Linked DNA regions of Sus scrofa: regions 1 and 3 are each linked to region 2. The links are chromatin contacts, called in public Hi-C and HiChIP or PLAC-seq maps. All regions are on one chromosome and are shown on one strand. Each heading gives the region's core, a stretch centred on a gene start, on an enhancer-like site or on the middle of the called end of the contact. The rest is flanking DNA. Distances are from core to core; before and after follow the strand shown.

Region 1 (3,599 bases), core at 242-2,741, 76 kb before region 2:
TTGGATTCGTTAACCACTGCGCCACAATGGGAACTCCGATCTTTATTTTTTAAATTTATTTTTATATTTTAGGGCTGTACCTGAAGCATATGGAGATTCCCAGGCTAGGGGTCCAATCGAAGCTACAGCTGCCAGCCTATGCCACAGCTACAGCAATGCCAGATCCAAGTCTGTGACCTACAGCACAGCTCATGGCAGTGCCGGATCCTCAACCTACTGAGCAAGGCCAGGGATCGAACCCACAACCTCATGGTTCCCAGTCGGATTTGTTTCTGCTGCGCCATGATGGGAATTCCTCATCTTTTTTTTTGTTTTAGATTCCACATATAAGTGATATCATGTGGTATTTGTCTTTCTGTCTGGCTTCCTTAACTTAGTATGATAATCTCTAGGTCCATCCATGTTGTTGCAGATGGTATTATTTCATTCTTTTTTTATGGTTGAGTAATATTCCATTGTATATTGTACCATATCTTCTTTATCCATTCCTCTGTTGATGGGCATTTATGTTGCTTCCATATCTTGGCTATGGTAAATAGTGCTGTAATGAATATTGGGGGTGCTTGTATCTTTTCAAACTATGGTTTTCTCTGGATATATGCCTAGGATAATCTCTTCTTCCTATAAACACACTAGTCAGGTTGGTTTAGGGCCCACTCTAAGGGCTGCATGTTAACTTAACCACCTCTATGATGGCCCTGTCTCTGAATACAGTCACACTTGGAGACACTAGGAGCTGGGACTTCAGCATATGAATTTGGGGTGGGCTGAGGCACAATTCAGTTTATAGTCATGGAGATGATAATATTTGTTTTCCTGTTACTTGGCCTTTTCTAGAAGGATATACATTAGGAATACTGTAAAGGTCTAAGCTATACAATTGTAAATGGCTAACCATTAGGATAGGATATCTAAGAAAAAAAGGGGGAAAAAAGAGTTTGCATATATATTCCAGACCGAAGCCTTTTTTTTTTTTTTGGTGTTTTTTGCCTTTTCTAGGGCCACTCCTGCAGCATATGGAGGTTCCCAGGCTAGGGGTCTAATTGGAGCTGTAGCCACCGGTCTATACCACAGCTCACGGCAACGCCAGATCCTTAACCCACCGAGCAAGGCCAGGGATCAAACCCGCAACTTCATGGTTTCTAGTCAGATTTGTTAACCACTGAGCCACAAAGGGAACTCCAGAGACTTTTGACATTTTTTTTTTTTTGCCACATCATTTATTCATCATAGGTTACAGACGTGACTCCACTGGCTTGAAAAATTGAAATCTGTTATTAGCTAACACAGCAAGGCAGAAAGTGGTGCCTAAAAAAACTTAGTGATTGGCGCACAGATCAGAGCCTGAGAGCAGCAGAGATGACCCCTTTCACTGTACGCAGGCCACCATTCGGTTAAATTTGTTGAGGTGAGGCCGGGTTAAGGAAGGTAGGAAGAGATGGTGGAAGAAGAACTTTGCTTTTTAGGTAAAAGTCTAACCCATGGCTATTAACAGCTCTCATAAACAAAGCCTCGTGGGCCAGTGGAGATTTGGCTTGACCTTTAGACAAACAGACTGTACTTCCTTTGTGGCGATTCTGCTACCCTTTCTTGGTCTAGCCAAGGACCACAGTGTGTACACGTGTGCATGTGGGCACACTAGGAGGTGGGGGACAGGAACTGGGGTTTAAGAAGGAGAGAAGAATGAACATAGCACTGATAGGATCATCCATCTGCGAAGTGACCCAGACCTCAGATGTTTTGAAAACGAGGCATTAATTCATTCCAGGTCTCTGTTAAGAGACGCATTAATCGGTTTAACAAGATTTGCTTGTTCTTTCACTGTGTTTCTTCACTGTTTCAGGACCATAGACACTAAGAATGCCAAGACAGATGGATCACAGTCCTTGGCCCCAAGAGCCTCTAATCTAGGAAGGCAGACACAGAAACCACCACAACAGGCACGTTTCCCCCTCGGCAGGCACACATTCCATGCCTAAAATTTAAGGCATAGCCTAGCACTCACTCCCCATAGGTGGAGGAGCCAAGAATTCTCAAAGCTCTTCCTGCTTGAGGCCTTGCCAGGGCCTCTCAGCTTTTCCAAGCCACACACCTTTCTCCTCGGTCTCCTCTTGGGCTTCATCTCTTCCTGTGTGTGAAGCGTGGAAAGCGGTCTTTCCCATTACAGCATCTTGCCTTGGCCTCTATTATGGACCGAAGAGTGATACCACCACCTCTCCACCTCCCCTCCCCTGCCCAACAAATCTATATCTATCTATCTATCTATCTATCTATCTTTCTATCTTTCTATCTATCTATCTATCTATCTATCTAGTCTTTTTAGGGCCATACCTGTGGCACATGGAGGTTCCCAGGCTAGGGGTCTAATCGGAGCTATAGCCACTGGCCTATGTCAGAGCCATAGCCATGTAAGATCCGAGCCACGTCTGTGACCTACACCACAGCTCACATCAGCACCAGATCCTTAACCCACTGAGCAAGGCCAGGGATTGAACCTGCATCCTCATGGTTGCTAACCAGGTTTGTTAATCGCTGAGCCACGATGGGAACGCCACACATCCATATTTTTAAATCCCAACCCTCAGCACCTAGAATGTATAGGTACTCCTGTATTTGGAGATAGAGTCTTAAAACAGGTAATTATGTTAAAGTATAGCCCTTAGGGTGGGACCCTAATCCAATGGTGCTGATGTCCTTTTTTTCTTTTCCTTTTTGGCTGCCTGGCGGCAGCCTATGGAATTCCAGACCAGGGATCAAGATCTCAGACACAGCTAAGGCAATGCCAGGTCCTTTAACCCACTGTGCTAGGCCGGGTATCTAACCTTCGTCCTGACGCTGCAGAGATGCCGGCAGCAATTCTGTTGCACCACAGAGGGAACACCAGTGTCCCTGATAAGAAGAGAGAGAGACAGCAAATCCTTCAGGCAAAGGTCACTGCTCCAAGTTCCTGTAACTGCTTCTGCCCCTTGCCCCTCAGGCCTAAGGCTGAATCAATGCCCCTCTTGTTATTCTTTGTGGCTTTTACACATCATCCCGGAATATTTTAAGTGGTCACTTTATGCTCTCCTTGAGTTACGTATTTTAATTGTTCCATCTGTTTTCTCTGGGGTCTCTGGCTTAGACAGGTCTATAGAAGGTTCTGAAATGTTATTAAATGAATGAATGAATGCCCAGTACAGGAAGCATGGGCCCTGGCATTGGACCAGAATTTAACATCAACTTAGGAGAGCAGGGTCAGGGGCAGCCCATCTATTTCCCATCACCCTTATCCACTGCCTGTAACATCCTGACACTCAGGAGGAGAACACAATTTTATCAGTCAAAAGTAGAAGAGAACTGGGGATTCCCTTTTGGCACAGCAGGTGAAGGATCTGGTGTTTTTGGTGCTATGGTGAAAGTTCAGTTCCTGGCCTGGAAACTTCCACGTGCTTCAGAGGTAGCCAAAGAGAAAAAAAAAAAAAAAAAAAGTAGAATAGATTTGTTAAAAGTATGTGGAAATAGCCAAGGGAACTGAAAAATACAAGTCGTGGTACCGCCAAGGTGCTCAAGGAGAAGACTGGAGATGCCTGGTGAGTGAGGCACCTGTCTCAAAAGTGAAC
Region 2 (3,617 bases), core at 1,068-3,567:
TATGTTATGATGATTATGGAAAATGATAGTAGTATGTAGTTTGCTATACAATCAAAGACTATTTCTGTGACCGTTCACCTGAGAGAGATCATTAGGTATTCAAGAAAATTACAAAGACATCTCCTCTCAGTACCCTTGTAATTTGGAGAAATAACAGAACTGTAAAAGAAAATGCTGGATGTTGTCATTCAGTTGGCCAATACAGATTCTGAAATGAATTTTTCTTTTTTCTTTTTCTTTTTGTCTTTTTGTCATTTCTTAGGCTGCTCCCGCGGCATATGGAGGTTCCCAGGCTAGGGGTCTAATTGGAGCTGTAGCCGCCGGCCTACACCACAGCCACAGCAACGTGTCTGCAACCTATACCACAGCTCACAGCAACGCCGGATCCTTTACCCACTGAGCAAGGTCAGGGATCTAACCTGCAACCTCATGGTTCCTATTTGGATTTGTTAACCACTGAGCCACGACAGGAACTCCCTGAATTGATTTTTCTAAAAAGAAGGAAAATGCAGCCAAATTCTAAAATTCTCTCAAAAGCTCTAAGTAAAAATAAAAATGTACTGAAAGCCCATCTAAAAGAAAAGCAACTGTGCATGTATTATTTTATTTTAAAAATAAAACATGTTAGAGACTGGAAATATTACATTTCTGTTTATCCTAAGCAAATAAGATGAGAATTTAGAATTTTAATTCCAAAGAATATTTTCTTTTACAAATCTCTCTCTCTCCCTCTCTCTCACACCCACACAAACACACAAACATGGAAAGGGATAATGAAGAAAGATGTTAAGGTGTTGCTGGAATTCTACTAGTCTGCTTCACACTTATTGACGGAAAAAAAAGTTCCTCCTTTGGAAACTACATATTTTGCTAGAGGCTTTTCTTGGTTCTGGAACAACCACTTTTAAGGTATACTTCCTTTTGCATGCAGAATGGTGGCAATCTTTTCAGATAAGAAATTCTGCATTCCATTTATCTTCAGGGTGTATCTTTTGATAGCATTTCCTCAGATTAGGAGCAATGGAACCTCCTTTCTTAGTAGAAGATCAGGTTGCCTGAGTATCCTTTTTTTAGCAAGGTAAATTGGCCTGGGGCCCGAGGTGAGTGAGCCTTCTTTGCTCTCAGCCTCATCACTCCACCTAGCTCAAGTTGAGGCGGCATCACTGATTTTGAGATTTTCTTGAGAAGCAAGCTCCTGCTTTAGCCTGCGGTTGGCTCGTGAACGTCACCTTTCACCTACTTAAACACAAGTTTTGCATCGCGGGGAGGTTTACTATTCAAACAGCCATTTCTAGCGCCTTCATCACTTCAAAACCAAACCAAACCCTCTAAATGTTTTATTTCCTGTGGTATCATATCTGACTTAACGTTATAACTTCGTTCACTAATTCGTTGGATTTAAAAAAAAACCCCCTTCATCCCACTCCTATTTGTTTAATGAAAGTCAACTTTCTTATTGTGCACTGTAGCTATTGTTTAAGTCATTTGTGTTTTGGTTTGTTTGCTAATGGGAAGGCAGTCTACCTGTGTTCCGTGTCTTTTGTTTTTCCTTCCGTATTGTCTAACGTGGGATATAATGGCAACCTCCTTAAAATGCAGGAACACTTCTAGCTTCATAAGAAAAACATCCAAAGACGATAATTTGGGGTAAACTTTGTCCTTTGAAAAATATCAATCTTTTATAAATAGTGCACTGAGGGGAGAAGGGTTATTTGCAGGGTTCAGAGAAGTCAAAACAGGAGAAATAATAAACATGGTACATGGCTAGAATTTTTGAGCCCCTCTCGCTTCAGCCATTTCCAAAAATCATTTTATTTTAATAATTTGACAAATTTGTTCAAGAACAAAACAAGTAAACACGTTAAGAATGAAAATAATATGCGCATTTCCCTCTGATCTATATTAAGATTTATGCATTAGAGTAATAACTGTGTTTGTAAATCTTTTGGGGGCGGGGGGGTCGGAGTCTTTTTCTCCAGGAACGGCCTCCGCTGTAGACCCGGTCGGACCCTCCCCTCCTCCGCCAGCTTCCCGGCCGCGCAGCCCGGCTCCCCTCCCCCTGCAGCTGTGGTCCCATTCCTCCCCGCCGACGGCTCCCCGCCCCGCGCCGGCTGCGGCTGGGTCCCGTCCGCCGCTGCTCCGTGGAATGACCTGTAGTAACCCCGCCCCGCCCCCGGCCGCCCGCGCCGCGCTCCCGGCCGGAATTCGATAGGCCCAGCCCCGCACGCGCCACCGCCGCCGGGCCAATGGGCGGCGGTCTCTCTGCATATGCAACGAGCGCCGGCCGGGGGAGTGCGTCCCGGGCGGTTCGGCTCAACAGACGCTGGTCTGCCGGCGCCGGGGAGCGGAGCCGTGCCAGTCGCCGCGGACAGAGCTGGGACGACTGGGAGGAGTAGGAGGCGGCGGCTGCGGCTGCGGCGCCGGACCAGGCAGCAGAGGTACGCCCCCTTGCAGCGCGACTGCGGCGGCGGCTGCGTCAGGGTCCCCAGGAGGCGGCTCGGGGAGTGAATGCTCTGGGGGTGCAACCAGGCCTTCGTGGGCCGGAGTCGGGAGGAACCCGGGCCCCGGCGTTGCGGTGAGTGCGGCGCCGGTTGTGGGGAGCAGCGGAGCTTGGTTGGCGGCTTGGCCTCAGCGTGCGACCGAGCTGGGCCCGAGGGCGGCGGTGTTTTGGGGGAGGGACGCTGCCGGCCTGCTCGCCCCCCGGTCCCCGACGTAGCCGCCGATCCCGGCGCCGGGGGTGTGCGCGCCGGAGGTGCGGGCTCCCCCCGCGACGTGGGGAGAAGCAGCCGGGCCGGGTGGGAGGCGCCGCTGTGGGATCCGGGAAGCGGCTGAGGTGGGGCTCGGGCCGAAGGGCCCACGTGAACTGGGGGACCGCAGCGGAGCGGCCGCGCAGCCCGGGGGAGGAAGGACACACGGGGTCCCTCCCGGCGTTCCGGGGGCGGGGTGGGGTGGGAGGTTGGCTGCTTTCACTAGCTCGGCTCTGAATGTAGTCCCTGGGAGCGGAGAAACTGAGCCGCACAGGGGGGCGGGGGGCTTTGCTGCAGTGCGTGAGGAGAAATTGGAGGTGTGAGATGCGTCGACTTTGGTGGTATTTGTTCTGGCCGCAGTCGGTTCTGATGGGGCTGGGATTAATACTGTTGTTTCGGGGTTGGAGTTGAAAGTTTACCTTTCCCCAGGTGCATTTTAATTATACACTAGTTAGGGAATGTGCAATACCGAGCGACTGCTTACTGCCAGCAATCCAGTGAGGCTGAGATGATCAGACCCGTTTCACAGATGAGGAACCCGAGGCCCAGAGACATAGAACTCGTTTGTCTAGGCTGCATTTAGAAAATGTGCTCTAAGCTATTGTGTATCGGGCCCTTCAAAAATAGATAGGGCATAACGATGTCTTTGAAATTATTTGAAGGCTAGAGAGGGGCTAGGCTTCGTGTAAGTCATTATAGCTGAATAAAATGACAAACAGCTGACGCTTATTGAGCCTTTATTAACATTCCAGGCTTTGTGCTAAGAGCTTTATGCATAGTATCTCTAAAACTGTTAACATCCTTCTAGGGATCATTTTACAGCAGGAGAAACTGCCATTTGGGCCTAACTTTCCCCCAGATCAGAACAAG
Region 3 (3,436 bases), core at 846-3,345, 120 kb before region 2:
AAAAAGACCAAAAAAACAAAAAACAAAAACAAAAACGCATTTTTACTTTCACCGTTGGCCCAAACATGTCATTGTGTTTTGTTTGTTTGTTTGTTTACAAATAATATTGTGATCTCAGTGATTAGGCAGTGTCCTCTGTAGCAACTGAGAGAAGGAAGGTAAAATGTGTCACTCAGCAATAGCAGTATCATCACTCTATTACATTTGGGCAAGTATCTGAAAATCCAGAACAGTTTCTCAAGATTTGTGCCTTGAGACAGAGATATTGCAGGTGTGATCAGTTATCAATTCCCTCATCCCTGGGGGTTGCTTTGGGGGACTGGAGTAGTAGGAATCTTTTTTTTTTTGTCTTTTGTCTTTTTTGACTTTTTAGGGCCGCACCCGCAGCATATGGAGGTTCCCAGGCTAGGGTTCTAATCGGAGCTATAGCTGCCAGCCTATGTCAGAGCCACAGCAATGCCAGATCTGAGCCGTGTCTGCGACCTACACCACAGCTCACGGCAACACCAGATCCTTAACCTACCAAGCGAGGCCAGGGATCAAACCCGTGACCTTATGGTTCCTAGTCGGATTCGTTTCTACTGTACCATGATGGGAACTCCCGTAGGAATCTTTTTTTGAATTTTTTGAAATTAAAGTATAGTTGATTCATAATGTGTCAATTTCTACAGCAAAATGATCCAGTCGTACATACTTTTTTCTCATAGTCCATCATGTTCTATCATGAGATTGGATAGAGTTCCCTGTGCTATACAGCAGTACCTCATTGCTTATCCATTCTAAATATGGAGCAGTAGGGAACTTTAGGGCTGCTGGAGCCCCTGGGGCAGTGAGAACTCCATCTGGCTGCCTTGTCCATTTACTCGCAATGCACTGTACAAATATCATCTTTACTCTCATTGCCATCAATCGAAATGTGCCCAGAAGGCATGCTTTGGAACTCACACCTGGTCTTTAGGTGCATCCTCTCTCTTGGTCTTTGCAGTAGCCTTCTGAATTGATTATTAATCTCCTCCTCCAAATGTAGGAAGAGAATCCCTGGGTACGTTAGATATTTGGGGATTAAAAAAAAAAAATCAGGAGTTCCCGTCGTGGCGCAGTGGTTAACGAATCCGACTAGGAACCATGAGGTTGCGGGTTTGGTCCCTGCCCTTGCTCAGTGGGTTAATGATCCGGCGTTGCCGTGAGCTGTGGTGTAGGTTGCAGACGCGGCTCGGATCCCGAGTTGCTGTGGCTCTGGCGTAGGCTGGTGGCTACAGCTCCAATTCGACCCCTAGCCTGGGAACTTCCATATGCCGCGGGAGTGGCCTTAGAAATTGACCAAAAAAAAAAAAAAAAAAAAAATCAGACATTCTACGAAAAGAACTTTATCCTATAAAATCAAGTTTTTAAAATTACCCACTGCTAGGGTTGGGTTATTTTCATCTTTCTCTGTGGCTACCCATGACAGACAATCAGCAGTTGTACCTAAGGCCTAAAAGAAGACTCTGTGACCTGAAGTTTCCTGAAACACAAGCCAGAAATAGGCAAAAAGAAGAAAAGGGTTCAGCCTGTTAGGCTGGTGCCTAGCGTGATGCTGTTTTGTTCCGCGTGGATAAAGGCTGCTCTCAAGCGTGAAGGACAGTGAGGTGCAGGGTGTTGAACGGTCAGAAGGAAGCAGTACTCCTCCCCAGGTCCTTCAGCATCGGCACCCCCAAGAGAAAGAAATTACTATACAGAAAACCCAGTTTACTTCTTGACTTCAGTCACAATTGAAAAAAAACATAATAGATAAGGGAGCGCCCTAGTTCACAGCAGAATTTGGAAGCAAGTCTCCACACCCACTCTTCTGCTGCACATTTATTATTCCCAGCTCCATTCTCATGTTGCCACGTCCCCTGGAGGGGCAACAGGACAATAAGCACCTTTTACTGCTGAGAGGGAGGTGGGAGGATGCAGCTGATGGGCTGACGTGCTGGAGGCTGGCTTGGCAACCACGGAACAAAGTGGAGAGAATGAGGGTGGCTCGGCCAACTCCAGTCCCTTTATTCACGGTCTGTGAAGATGTGATGAGGCCAGAGAAGCCAGGACAGAAGACAGTGCCCACATTGTTCTGCTGGACCGAGGCCGAATGGACTTCCTCCCTGGTTGTTTCTCTGGCCTCCTGAACTCCACTAGATGGCATTGTCCTCACCCCCGTGCCAGCTGCTGAAAGCAGGGAAGGGTTTGTGTGGGTGCAGACCGAGCTCTAGCCAAGGGTGTGTGGCCTGGCTTACTTGTTTCTTTAACTTCTAGGGCTGTTTGTCTGAGACGCTCAGCCCTGGGGCTGCTGCAGCTGGTCACATGTTTTATTTCCACTTGTGAACCAAGCTGGTGAGCTTTGAAAGGGAATCAGTCCTCTAGGGGAACAGAGAGCGAGGAGAACCTTCTATTTATGCAAATGAGAAAAACAGAGCCCCAAAAAGGCTGAATCGGTTTCCCCAAATCTCAAAACTGCTTGGTGAAAGAGGCAGGGAATTCTCCCCTCCCGGGGGTTTGCCACTTCCTGGGTATGTGACCTCCGTCAAAGCACTTAGTTTCCCCAAAGCTTCAGTTTTCTCATCTGTAGAGATTATAAGAGCATTTTCTATGGGAAAAGGAGCCACGATTCATCAAAAGGGCACACTCCGCTGCCTGAGCACACAGTACCTGCGGAGAGGTTGGCTTTATGTTATCACTGATTCCTGGTCTGTTTCTCTCTGTTCAGGTTTGTTAGTCTTCCCTGTGCTGATAACCAGCTGTAAGAATCACAATAAAAGCCTCCCATTTGTGAAAACTCATGGAGCTACATCGAAAAGGGTACATTGTACTCCATCTAAATAAACTGGAGAGTTCCTATTGTGGCGCAGAAGAAATGAATCTGACTAGGAACCATGAAGTTGTGGGTTTGATCCCTGGCCTCGCTCGGTGGGTTAAGGATCTGGCATTGCTGCGAACTGTGGTGTAGGTCTCAGACACAGCTTGGATCTGGCGTTGCTCTGGCTCTGGCATAGGCCAGCAGCTATAGTTCCAGTTAGACCCCTAGCCTGGGAACCTCCATATGCCGAGGGTACAGCCCTAAAAGGACAAAAGCCAAAAAAAAAAAAAAAAAATTAAAAATTAAAAAACAAAACAAAACTGGGAGTTCCCTGGTGGCCTAAAATTTAAGGATCAGGCATTGTCACCACCGTGGCTTGCGTTCAATCCCTGGCCTGGGAATTTTCACATGCCATGGTGTGGCTAAATAAACACATAAAGTAAATAAATTATAAACTAATAAACCTGAGGGTTTTTATTTTTTATTTTTTAATTTTTTTTAGGGCAGCACACACAGCATAAGGCAGTTCCCAGGCTAGGGGTCGAAAATTGGACCTACAGCTGCCAGCCTACACCACAGCTATGGCAATGCAGGATCCAAACTGCATCTGCAGCCTACACA

The links. A called contact is a pair of places that touch in the nucleus more often than the background predicts. HiChIP or PLAC-seq counts read pairs in DNA pulled down with a chosen protein or histone mark.
Region 1: a contact with region 2 is called in a Hi-C map of liver, with 1.9 times the contacts expected there. The contact joins the enhancer-like site here to the promoter of ACSL3 in region 2. A contact is called at or near these places in 1 of 5 promoter capture datasets (liver) and 3 of 47 Hi-C or Micro-C datasets (embryonic fibroblasts, liver and skeletal muscle).
Region 3: an H3K27ac HiChIP or PLAC-seq map of skeletal muscle shows a contact between it and region 2. The contact joins the enhancer-like site here to the promoter of ACSL3 in region 2. A contact is called at or near these places in 8 of 47 Hi-C or Micro-C datasets (epiblast stem cells, fetal heart ventricle, fetal liver and 4 more) and 1 of 2 datasets of contacts at active chromatin or transcription factors (skeletal muscle).

The regions. Positions count from the first base shown.
Region 1 is chr15:124,664,715-124,668,313 of Sscrofa11.1, forward strand. No RefSeq gene overlaps it. Among named protein-coding and RNA genes, the nearest start is that of ACSL3, 76 kb to the right of the region's middle. Within about 2 kb of position 1,492, at least 6 of the 83 cell types and tissues checked have an H3K27ac peak or open chromatin away from gene starts, as enhancers often do. A contact at or near this core is called in liver, where this site is marked.
Region 2 is chr15:124,739,697-124,743,313 of Sscrofa11.1, forward strand. It overlaps ACSL3 (acyl-CoA synthetase long-chain family member 3), which reads left to right and starts at 2,318. Exons shown (of 16, transcript NM_001143698.1): 1 at 2,318-2,438.
Region 3 is chr15:124,619,991-124,623,426 of Sscrofa11.1, forward strand. No RefSeq gene overlaps it. Among named protein-coding and RNA genes, the nearest start is that of MOGAT1, 53 kb to the left of the region's middle. Within about 2 kb of position 2,096, at least 17 of the 83 cell types and tissues checked have an H3K27ac peak or open chromatin away from gene starts, as enhancers often do. A contact at or near this core is called in skeletal muscle, where this site is marked.